Regions from separate parts of the Sus scrofa genome. Here region 1 is linked to region 2. A link is a contact called in public HiChIP or PLAC-seq data. All regions are on one chromosome and are shown on one strand. Each heading gives the region's core, a stretch centred on a gene start, on an enhancer-like site or on the middle of the called end of the contact. The rest is flanking DNA. Distances are from core to core; before and after follow the strand shown.

Evidence for each region. HiChIP or PLAC-seq counts read pairs in DNA pulled down with a chosen protein or histone mark.
Region 1: an H3K27ac HiChIP or PLAC-seq map of alveolar macrophages shows a contact between it and region 2. The contact joins the promoter of NUDT13 here to the promoter of PSAP in region 2. A contact is called at or near these places in 1 of 47 Hi-C or Micro-C datasets (skeletal muscle) and 1 of 2 datasets of contacts at active chromatin or transcription factors (alveolar macrophages).

What each region holds. Positions count from the first base shown.
Region 1 is chr14:75,914,922-75,919,742 of Sscrofa11.1, reverse strand. It overlaps NUDT13 (nucleoside diphosphate-linked moiety X motif 13), which reads right to left and starts at 1,687. Exons shown (of 12, transcript XM_021074324.1): 1 at 1,325-1,687. P4HA1 (prolyl 4-hydroxylase subunit alpha 1) reads left to right here and starts at 841. Exons shown (of 15, transcript NM_001097435.1): 1 at 841-921.
Region 2 is chr14:74,766,769-74,771,440 of Sscrofa11.1, reverse strand. It overlaps PSAP (prosaposin), which reads left to right and starts at 1,873. Exons shown (of 14, transcript NM_001198919.1): 1 at 1,873-1,930. The coding sequence starts at 1,891.

The DNA.
Region 1 (4,821 bases), core at 438-2,937, 1.1 Mb before region 2:
AAACACAACACTGGATTCCTCACATGCTATAACACAATCTAATATTTACCAAACCCTTTCTGTGTGCTAGGCATGTGCTAAATGCTTTACGCACATTATTTAATTCTCATAACAATCCTAAGAGTTACCTAACGTCATTCGCATTTTGCAAAAGAGGAAGCTGAGATACAGAGAAGTTAATGCCCAGAGTTTTACGAGACTGAGCTGGGAAGTGAACCCAGAAAATTTCCAGAGCGTGCAGTGCACTATCTAGTGATAAAGTATAAAGATAAGCGATAGAGCGAGGTACATATGAGTGTAGGTGAAGGAAGGAGGTTCGTAAAGTAAAAAGCCTCAGGACCAAGACAGCTGAGATACCAAGACATGAGGTACGGTGTTATTTTCCACCCGATTCTTCTTTTCTGCCTTATTTTCTACTCCCATGTTCTTATTCTTATATTTAATATAGTTCCCTGCTGGGAGTTCCGACGTCCCAGCCTGAGGCTGATGGCGTAACCCAGGCGCTAAACAACCTGTTGAAAGGAGTGGGGCAAATCCGGAGTAACCACGGTAACAAGGGCGTGGCGAGGACCCTGCGCAGGCGCGCTACACCACACGCCCGCCCGCCGGCCCCTCCCCTCGGCTCCGGACTTCACCAGCTGGTGGGGAGTCTGGGGCGTGGGACGTGGGCAAAGGGTGGGGGCGAGGGCCTGGGCTGGGCGCCTGCGCAAACGCCTGGGCGCTGGTGTGATCGAGCTCACGTAGCGAGGGTTGCAGTTGCCTCCTCCCTAGCGCTGCCGTCGCGGCCTAGAGGTTATAAAAGGGCTAACTGGCTCCCTCTGCTGCCCAGTCAAGCCACCAGCGGGCTTAGAGAAGGGAGCCGGCTTGACTGAAGGCGGTCGAGGACTGGAGAACGCGCAGCCCTCCCCTGCCACTTCTCAGGTGAGACGCTTCTCCGACCTTGGAGAATGAGGATGAAGTCCTTGGGTAGTCGTTGGCTACTGAGGCTGAAGTTCTTGGGCAGCCGCGGCCCTTCTCGGATGGCTCTGGGGGGTCTGGTCCCTGCCCTCTCTGGTGGGATGGCTCGGGGGCAGGGGTTCCCTGGTTTACTACCGCAGTACCTTCTCCTCTGTACCTTCCCCAGGTCCAGCGCCCCGCGCCTCCTGGTTGTCCCAGAGGCCCTTCCGCCCTCCTCGGTGCTCCCCTTCCCACCTCCTCCCAGATTGGCGTCCCCGACTGTTGGGGCTGCGGCAGCCTCTGTCTCCGCCCCGGGAACCAGTACTTTCTTGAATATTCCTTCCCGAGGAGGGGTAACCCTGTTGATTTTCCCGAGCTCCACTCTTACCTGGTCCTCGCTTGCAAAGCTGACGGGTACGCGACGGTTTTCGGCCTCCAAATCAGCAGATGGTTAGCATGTGGCAGTGGAGAACTGATTTTAAAGCTTAGAGCTCACGCCGAAGCACTCGGGCGTTTTTACCCCGCGGAAGAGTTGTCGGGTCTAGGAAGCGGACATACCCGGGGAAGTTCAGGCTCATCTGTTGCGCGCAGCGGTGCAGCCCGAGCAGTTAGACGTAGCCCCGGGCGGCGAGTTTCGGGCGGCTGGGTAGGGAAGTCGGCTGTCAGATTCTCAGTCAACCGGGAAGCTAGTCTTCTTCCTTCCTTCTGCCACATAAAAATTTTAAAGGTACATGAGCTTCTCTCCCTCCCCACCCCCCTCTGCTCTTTCACAGCAGAATCTGATGCTTTTAAAAGTCCATCAGGAAATCGAATTCTGTGTTTGTGCGAGAACTTTGAGTTAAGCGAATGGCCCCCAGATGTATGTTTTAAGGGGGAGGAAGAGTGGTATCATAAGTATGAGACTATTTCTCCTCAGTCATCGAATGTATTAAATACAGTTCAGTTTTTAGACACTAACGTCTTTGGCGTTCCGACAGAGTGGAGAAGATTCTTGGAATTTTGCACTGTTTGCTTTAAGGGACGAAGAACCTAGATTTCCTTTTAGGAATTGATCTAAAAGGCCAACGAGGCTTGCCAGTTTCAACTTAACTGTTTCTTGTTTCTCTAAGAGCTGTGGCTCTTGGACTTTCCCTTGGAATGCACTCTGAAGGGATGAAATAGTCACTTCTGAGTGGGGGAAGGGAAAGACGTGGCAGCAGTGTTCTTTCATCAACTTTAGGCTCTTTTTTTTTTGATACAGGTTTTGGGAAGAAAGTATTTCCCCTTTTAGATTTAGATGTAGCTTATGAATGAGGCTAGTCTTTATCTAAAATAATAAGAAATATACTGTCCTTGTAGCTGGAACATTGGAATCTAATATATAAAACATTTTAAAGGGATTTTTCTCATCAAGTATCTATGAAAAAAATGGATACCTTAGGCAGGAAATATTTTAGCTGAAAGTCAATAACCTTGAGTATGTTTTGCCTTGATTTAAAATTTGAGTAGACATTCAGTGATTTTTGTTTAACTTTGACTTTTAGCCTGTGAATATAATTTCTAAATCTTAACTGTGAACTTCACATTTTACCTTTTCTTTCTGTGAGAAGTGTAGGTTTTGTCACTTACCTTTAAAAGTCATGTCAGTTTTGGTTTTGGAACATTATGCCTTCAGTCCCTTGGTAGCTGATAGCTGATGCCAAATGCTTCTTTGAGATTGAACTTAGTTACTAGGGAAAGGACTGCTTTGTGTCTTTAGGTGAATAATGCTATTTGATGTCTTTAAATGAGTTGTATTTTGAGGTACTGAAAGCCAGGGACTTTGGTAGGCAGATAATGGTGTTGACCATTTTGTATCTTGGAAACATGTAGTGAAAAAAACAGATGAAAGGCATTCCCTTTCAGTGCAGCAGGTTAAGAATCCAGTGTTATCACTGCAGTGGCTAAGGTTGCTGCTGTGGCATGGGTTCAGTCCCTGGCCCGGGAACTTCCACATATCATGGGCGTGGCCAAAAAACAGATTGAAAAAAATATGCAACACTTAATTACTGCAGAAAAATTTAGACAGTGTAAAATTCTACTAAAAAAATAAAGCATTAGGAAGTTCCCGTTGCGGCTCAGCTGTAATGAGCCCAGCTAGTATCCATGAGGATGCAGGTTTGATCCCTGGCCTCACTCAGTGGGTTAAGAATTCGGCATTGCTGTGAGCTATAGTGTAGGATGTGGATAAGGCTCAGATCCCCAGCTGCTGTGGCTGTGGTGTAGGCTGTCAGCTACAGCTCTGATTCAACCCCTAGCCTGGGAACTTCCATATGCCTCAGGTGGTACCGTAAGAGGCAAAAAAAAAAAAAAAAAAAAAAGAGAGAATTCATCTTACCAGGGTAGTCCAGGCTGTTACAAGCGAATCTTGGCTTTTTGGTAAGGAGATGTTGACCTTTTCTAATACTGCAGAGGGGGTTGTGTACTGGCAAGTATCTTTCACAGGGCAAATATATTCAAGCTCTTTTTTTTTTTTTTTTTTTTTTTTTTTTTTGCTTTTTAGGGCCACACCTGAGGCATATGGAAGTTCTCAGGCTAGTGGTTGAATTGGAGATACAGCTGCCAGCGTGCAGCACAGCCATAGCAATGTGGGATCCAAGCCTCATCTTCGACCTACACCATAGCTCGTGGCAACGCTGGATCCCTAACCCACTGAGCAAGGCCAGGGATCGAACCTGCCTCCTCGTGGATACTAGTCAGATTTGTTTCCGCTGCACCATGATGAGAACTCCTTAAGCTCCTCTTTTATTCCAGAGATGCAGCCATAAAGCTTGTGAGCCTTCACTTCTGTAGAAGTAATGCCTTATTTTACTTAGTAGTTATCAACTGGCATATACTTACATCGCTTAAATTTGAAAAGTGCCCCTGTGAGATTCATAGTAGCAATTCTAAACCTATTTTGAGGTCATGAGGTCCACGGAGAATCTGAAAGAAGGGGTGGACCCTGGGTGACTAAATTCTATGCAAGTACACACATATGTGTAGAATTTTAGTCATCAGTTACAGATACTCTCTCCCTCCAAAAGTGCATCTTTAAACTAAAACCCTAACCCTATGAGAACTAAAAAATAAAAGAGATACAGAGTTAATCTTTAAGGGCATATAGGTATCTTGATGCAGGATTTCTTGAGTATTTTTTGAAAGTTGGTCTGAGCTTGTAAGTCTGACTGGATTTGATTGTGTAGATGACCCAAATAAACTTTTGCTAAAAAGGGGTTTAACAAAAGTTTATAAGATAGTTGGAGAATTGTTGAATTACTAAATTGCCTAGGTAATCATATATCATATTGGCCTCCCCTGACCCCCCTATATATTGTAACATATCTTTGGTTCAAGTGGAAAATACTTGAAGGTAAAGAAAAATAAATTGCACAAGCCCTTGGCATTATGCTTTATTGCTCTTCTTACAGGGAGATCCCGAATCTTGTAATTACATCATAATGGTGCATGTGTGTGTAATAAATGAATATATTAGAAAAAAGCCAAATAAAGTGTGTATATTTGTGAAACTAGTTAAATCTTCATTCATATTTCTACTCAATGAAATTTATTTGTATGAATTTAAGCTATCCTCTCATTAGCTTTCCTCTAGCCAAATATTGTGCCTCAATAAAAACTAAAGAAACTCAAAGGACTTCATTAAGGTTACACCAGCACTTGAACTTAATATGATGACAAACATTCCTTTTCCTAATCTTGCTTTGGATGGTCAGTATGACTATTGGTATATTTTGTTTTGCTTTGGCAAAAAATGCAGTATAGAGATTTATTCTTCTTACATAATTGTCATAAGTGAATGAGTATTTTCTTGGACTTCTTCCCCATCCTGCTTAGTGTTTTATGTAAATGTGTCCATGTTTTGGTTTA
Region 2 (4,672 bases), core at 624-3,123:
AAGGGCCTGCCCTAAAAGGCTGAGATTTCCTTCCCTTGGGCTTATAGGTATCTGTCCCTTAGGGGAAGGTGGGGTCTGGGTCAGAGCAGAAGTAGAGGTGAGCGGTTTTGTGGGCCACCCAGGCCTTTCTTATTCTGGAATAAGGTGAGGATTGAGGGCTAGAAAGGATTGAGACTGCTTCCTTCTCCAACAAGGCCCTTGGCTGATTTTTTAGCCTGGTTCTCAAATGTGGGCTTCCCTTCTAGTTCCCATCTCCAGTGGCTGAGGCACTTCCTGTCCTCTCCCATCTTGCTCCTCAATCCCTTTCTTCTACTCCAATTCTGGGACAATTAATGGTAGGGCTTTGGGAGGGGCTGTGTTTGTTGGGAAGGGGACAATTTCCCTTCCTTTCTTTGGTTCTTTTTGGTTGGTCAAATAATTAAAATGATATAAGACAGATTAACAGGGGAAAGTCAAATTCAATTTCACATGTGTGGGAACTGCACAAGCATGTGAGGGTCAGAGACAGGTAAAATGGTATATACACCATCCTGAGTTAAGAAAGGGGGTGGGGGAGTTCCCGACGTAGCTCAGTGGAAATGCATCTGACTAGTATCCATGAGGACGCAGGTTTGATCCCTGGCCTCTCTCAGTGTGTTAAGGCTCTGGGGTTGCTGTGAGCTGTGGTATAGGTCGCAGATGCGGTTCTGATTTGGCGTTGCTGTGGCTATGATGTAGACGGCAGCTATAGCTCTGATTCAACCCCTAGCCTGGGAACCTCCATATGCCGCCCGGGCGGGGGTGGGAGGGTGGGGAGAGAAAGAAATGAGATAGGGATCTGAGCTTCCCAAGGACAGGAAGGTCATTTACAGGATGTGTAGTAATCAGGTATCTGCTCTGCCATATAGATGGGTCCACTTTTTTGGGGGGGGGTCTTTTTAGGACCAAACGTGAGGCATATGGAAGTCCCCAGGCTAGGGTTGAATCAGAGCTGCAGCTGCGGGCCCTAGGACACAGCTCAGGGCAACACCAGATACTTGACCCCACTGAGTGAGGCCAGAGATGGGCCCTACCTCACCTCATGATTACTAGTCAGGTTAATAACCTGCTGAGCCACAATGGGAACTCCTAGATAGAGCCACTTAGATAAAATTCATCTCTGTTTACTCATTTTCTGGGGAAATTTCCCAATATACATTCTTCCACGTGGTTAAGGGAGGAGGCAGTAATTTCCCTTGAGCCCACAGGGTCCAAAAAGTGCAGAAGTTTCCACGTGCCTAGGTAGCACATTTCAGAGACCTGTTCCGAAACCCTACATACCTAATATTGTTACCTGTCTGGGGCGGGGGGCGGGGGGGACTGTGCATATAAAATATTAAAGAGGGAAAATCGGGGCCCAGAATGAAGCTATACGCAGGCACAGCCATGTAAATATTTAAGAGAGCGTGGGTCAGGCAGTGAGTCTGAGCACTGTGAGAGTTCAGAAAAAGTAGTTAATCCTTTTGAGTGTGGATTCTCACCTAAAAAATGGTGCTATAGAAAATGGTATGTTACAGAAGAAATAGGAGGCTTGAAAGATATTTTATATACATAATCCCCAAGGGAGACTTATTGATTTATGTGTTCTTTTTTGACGACTTCTCCCTTCCTTTCAGTTCCTTTACCCTTTTTCCTCCCATTCTCCTTCAAAACTCCTTTCAGCCTCCGCCCTCCGTCTTCCTCCCCCTCCCGATCTTCCCCTGCGCAGGCGCCCTGTGAGGCGCTGAGTCAGGCTGTGGGCCGGCTCCCTACCCCACCCCCTGCAAAGCAGCTTGCGCCTGCGTGGTTGGGCGGCTTTAGGGCGGGGTAGGTTTATATTCGCAGAGGATCAGCTGACACCCTGCATTGCAGTGTGCGGAGTCAGGCGGCGTCATGTACACCTTGTTCCTCTTGGCTGGCCTTCTGGGCGCGGGTAAGCCCTGGGTCCCTCAGCCTTGGGAAGGGGGGTCTCCTACAGAACGATACCTCCCCATCCTGGGGAGCAGTCTGTACCGTTTCGCGCCCGGTACCGGTCGGCGCCGTTCTTCTGCTCCCCGTAGGGACTGGCGACCGGCACGCACTGCGCAGGCGCCTGCACAACGCTGGTACCTGCACTACGCGGAAGGGTTGCGGGAAGCCTGGGGGCGTTTGGGAGACTCGGCCTGGGGTCGCGAGGGTAGATGGGCAGGGTGGCAGGGTCAGGTAAGTAGCATCTACCTCAGGGCTTGAGTTGCCCCTTAGTTGGGCTTCCCGGGGCCTTCCTTTAAGCTGCCCGTCCAGCTGGTGGGATGACAGCTCCTGCAGCCCAGTTGTGCTTGTTCTGGGCGCAGGTGGTCGAGGTGTGCTGGAGGCTCAACCGGCTGGACCCACTTTGGCCCTTGACCTCATTTGCCCCAGTTTTTAAGCGTATTGAAGTTGCTGGAAGCACTTAGGTATGTCTTTTATGTGGGTGTTTATTTTTGCCTATGTGAGTACATATACTACAAGTTGAGATGATAACAGGGTTTTTGTAGTTCTTATGCGTTTGCGGTGGAGTCCTTTTTCATCTTGCACACCCATTAGCTGGTTTTAGCAGTGGCCTTTATTTTGGGGGAACATCTGAAGTATCTAAGATATTGTGCACAGGAGTATTCTTAACACCTGCTAATTGTCCTGAAATAGTACTGATGGTTGTTAAAAAAAAAATCACAGTTTATGAAGGCAACGCTTGGGAACCGGCAACCCTCCCTTACAGCAATTAGAAAAAGTCCTCAGTGCCCTCCGGATGAACCCCCACCCCCAACTCTTGCCTTCACATCCTAACCTCATTTAAATCATGGTAGAGGGAGGAGTTCCATCATGGCTCAGCGGTTAACGAACCTGACTAGCACCCATGAGGCATCGGGTTTGATCCCTGGTCCCCCTTAGTGGGTTAGGGATCCGGCTTTGCTGTGAACTGTGGTGTAGGTCCCAGACCCGGCTCTGATCCATCCAGCCTTGCTGTGGCTCTGGCGTAGGCCTGCGGCTACAGCTCGGATTGAACCCCTAGTCTGGGAACCTCCATATGCCGTGGCTGAGGCCCTAAACAAACAAACAAAAATTCACAGTAAAGGGAAAGGAGTGAGGTTGATGGATGTGGGCCCGTATTTTAATTTATTATAGACAGAGAGGATCCCAAGTCTGGGAGTTGTCAGGTAATAGTCCACTGAGGGATCTAAACCAGATCTTTAAGTCCAACCTCAATTTCTGTTTCTAGTTAAATGTAATTTAAGGACTAGCTTCCATTCTGACTCAGCAGCCATGTAAATTTTAATAGTAACAAAATGGATGAGAGAGTTGATCAAAGAAATAAGATGTTTATAGGTGAGGTAGACTGAAAGTGTTTTTCTAATGTTAGTTTTCATTCATTCCCATGAATGTGTCATAACCTTAAACCAAACCCTTAAACTTGGTTTACTTGTAGGTTATGAAAGGCAATCTGCTTATAAAGAAAGATTTTTTGCTTTATAGTCAGTGAAGAAACATTTTCTTGTTGGGGTTGGTAACTGCTTGTTGCCAACTGATTGAGAGAAATCTTTTGTTTTTAGAGTATCACTTTGTTCTTCTGGGCAATGAGTCACATCCTCACAAGACCCTGAAGAGTTCTGAATCACCCAAAAAGGACTCAATTGTTTCTTTAGAAATGTAAAGCCCTCTGGTGCCTATGGCAATGGCTAACCTGACTGTTAACCTAGACCCCCTCTTCCCTGAACAGTGTTAATTATGGCCTTGCTCTAACCTTGCTGCCCAGCCTTTAGGGTTATGCCGAGGTCATGCTCCTAATGCAGTGTGTGAATGCTTGCTTGCTTTGATGGCTCTGGCCCCAGTGTAGCTTTTTGGAAATGTTTTCCTAAATTTTTAATGTTGATATTGAGCTTGTTAATGAAGGTGCCTAGTGACTTCACTCAAAACCTGCTCCCTGAGAGCTTAGAACTTGCCATTCCCCACGGTACCAGAGAGCCATCGTGAACTTGAAAAGGCTTTATGCTTTGCGGTTTTTTTTTTTTTTTGGTCATTTCTAGAACTGCTCCTGTGGCATACGGAGGTTCCCAGGCCAGGGGTCTAATTGGAGCTGCAGCTGCCAGCCTACACCACAGCCACAGCAACGTGGGGTCCGAGCTGCGTCTGCAACCTACACCACAGTTCACAGCAACGCCAGATCCTTAACCCACTGAGCAGGGTCAGGGATCGAACCCACAACCTCATGGTTCCTAGTTGGATTCATTAACCACTGAGCCATGATGGGAACTCCGCTTTGTGTTTTAATGATATCCTCGTGGTAGAGACATTTGCCTTTGAGTTATCTTTCTACTCATCCAATTTCCCCTCCTTTTTCTCCACCTGAAAAAGAAATGGCAGTGAGAGCATTGGGAGTATTTCCTGTAACCTCTTGGGAGTGAAGACACTGAAGCCCCCAGAAATGACTCCCCCAATTTGTAGTGTAGTCCATTTACTGAGGAAGTCAGAATCAAAACTCATGACTCCTGACAGTGCTTTTTCTGTGTCCTTCCATCAACACAAACTTCTTAACTCTCTCTCTCTTTTTTTTTTTTTAATGGCCATATCCATAGCATATGAAGTTCCTGGACTAGGGATTGAATTTGAGCTGCTACTGTGACTTAGGTTGCATCTGCAGCAGCAGCACTGGATCCTTAAC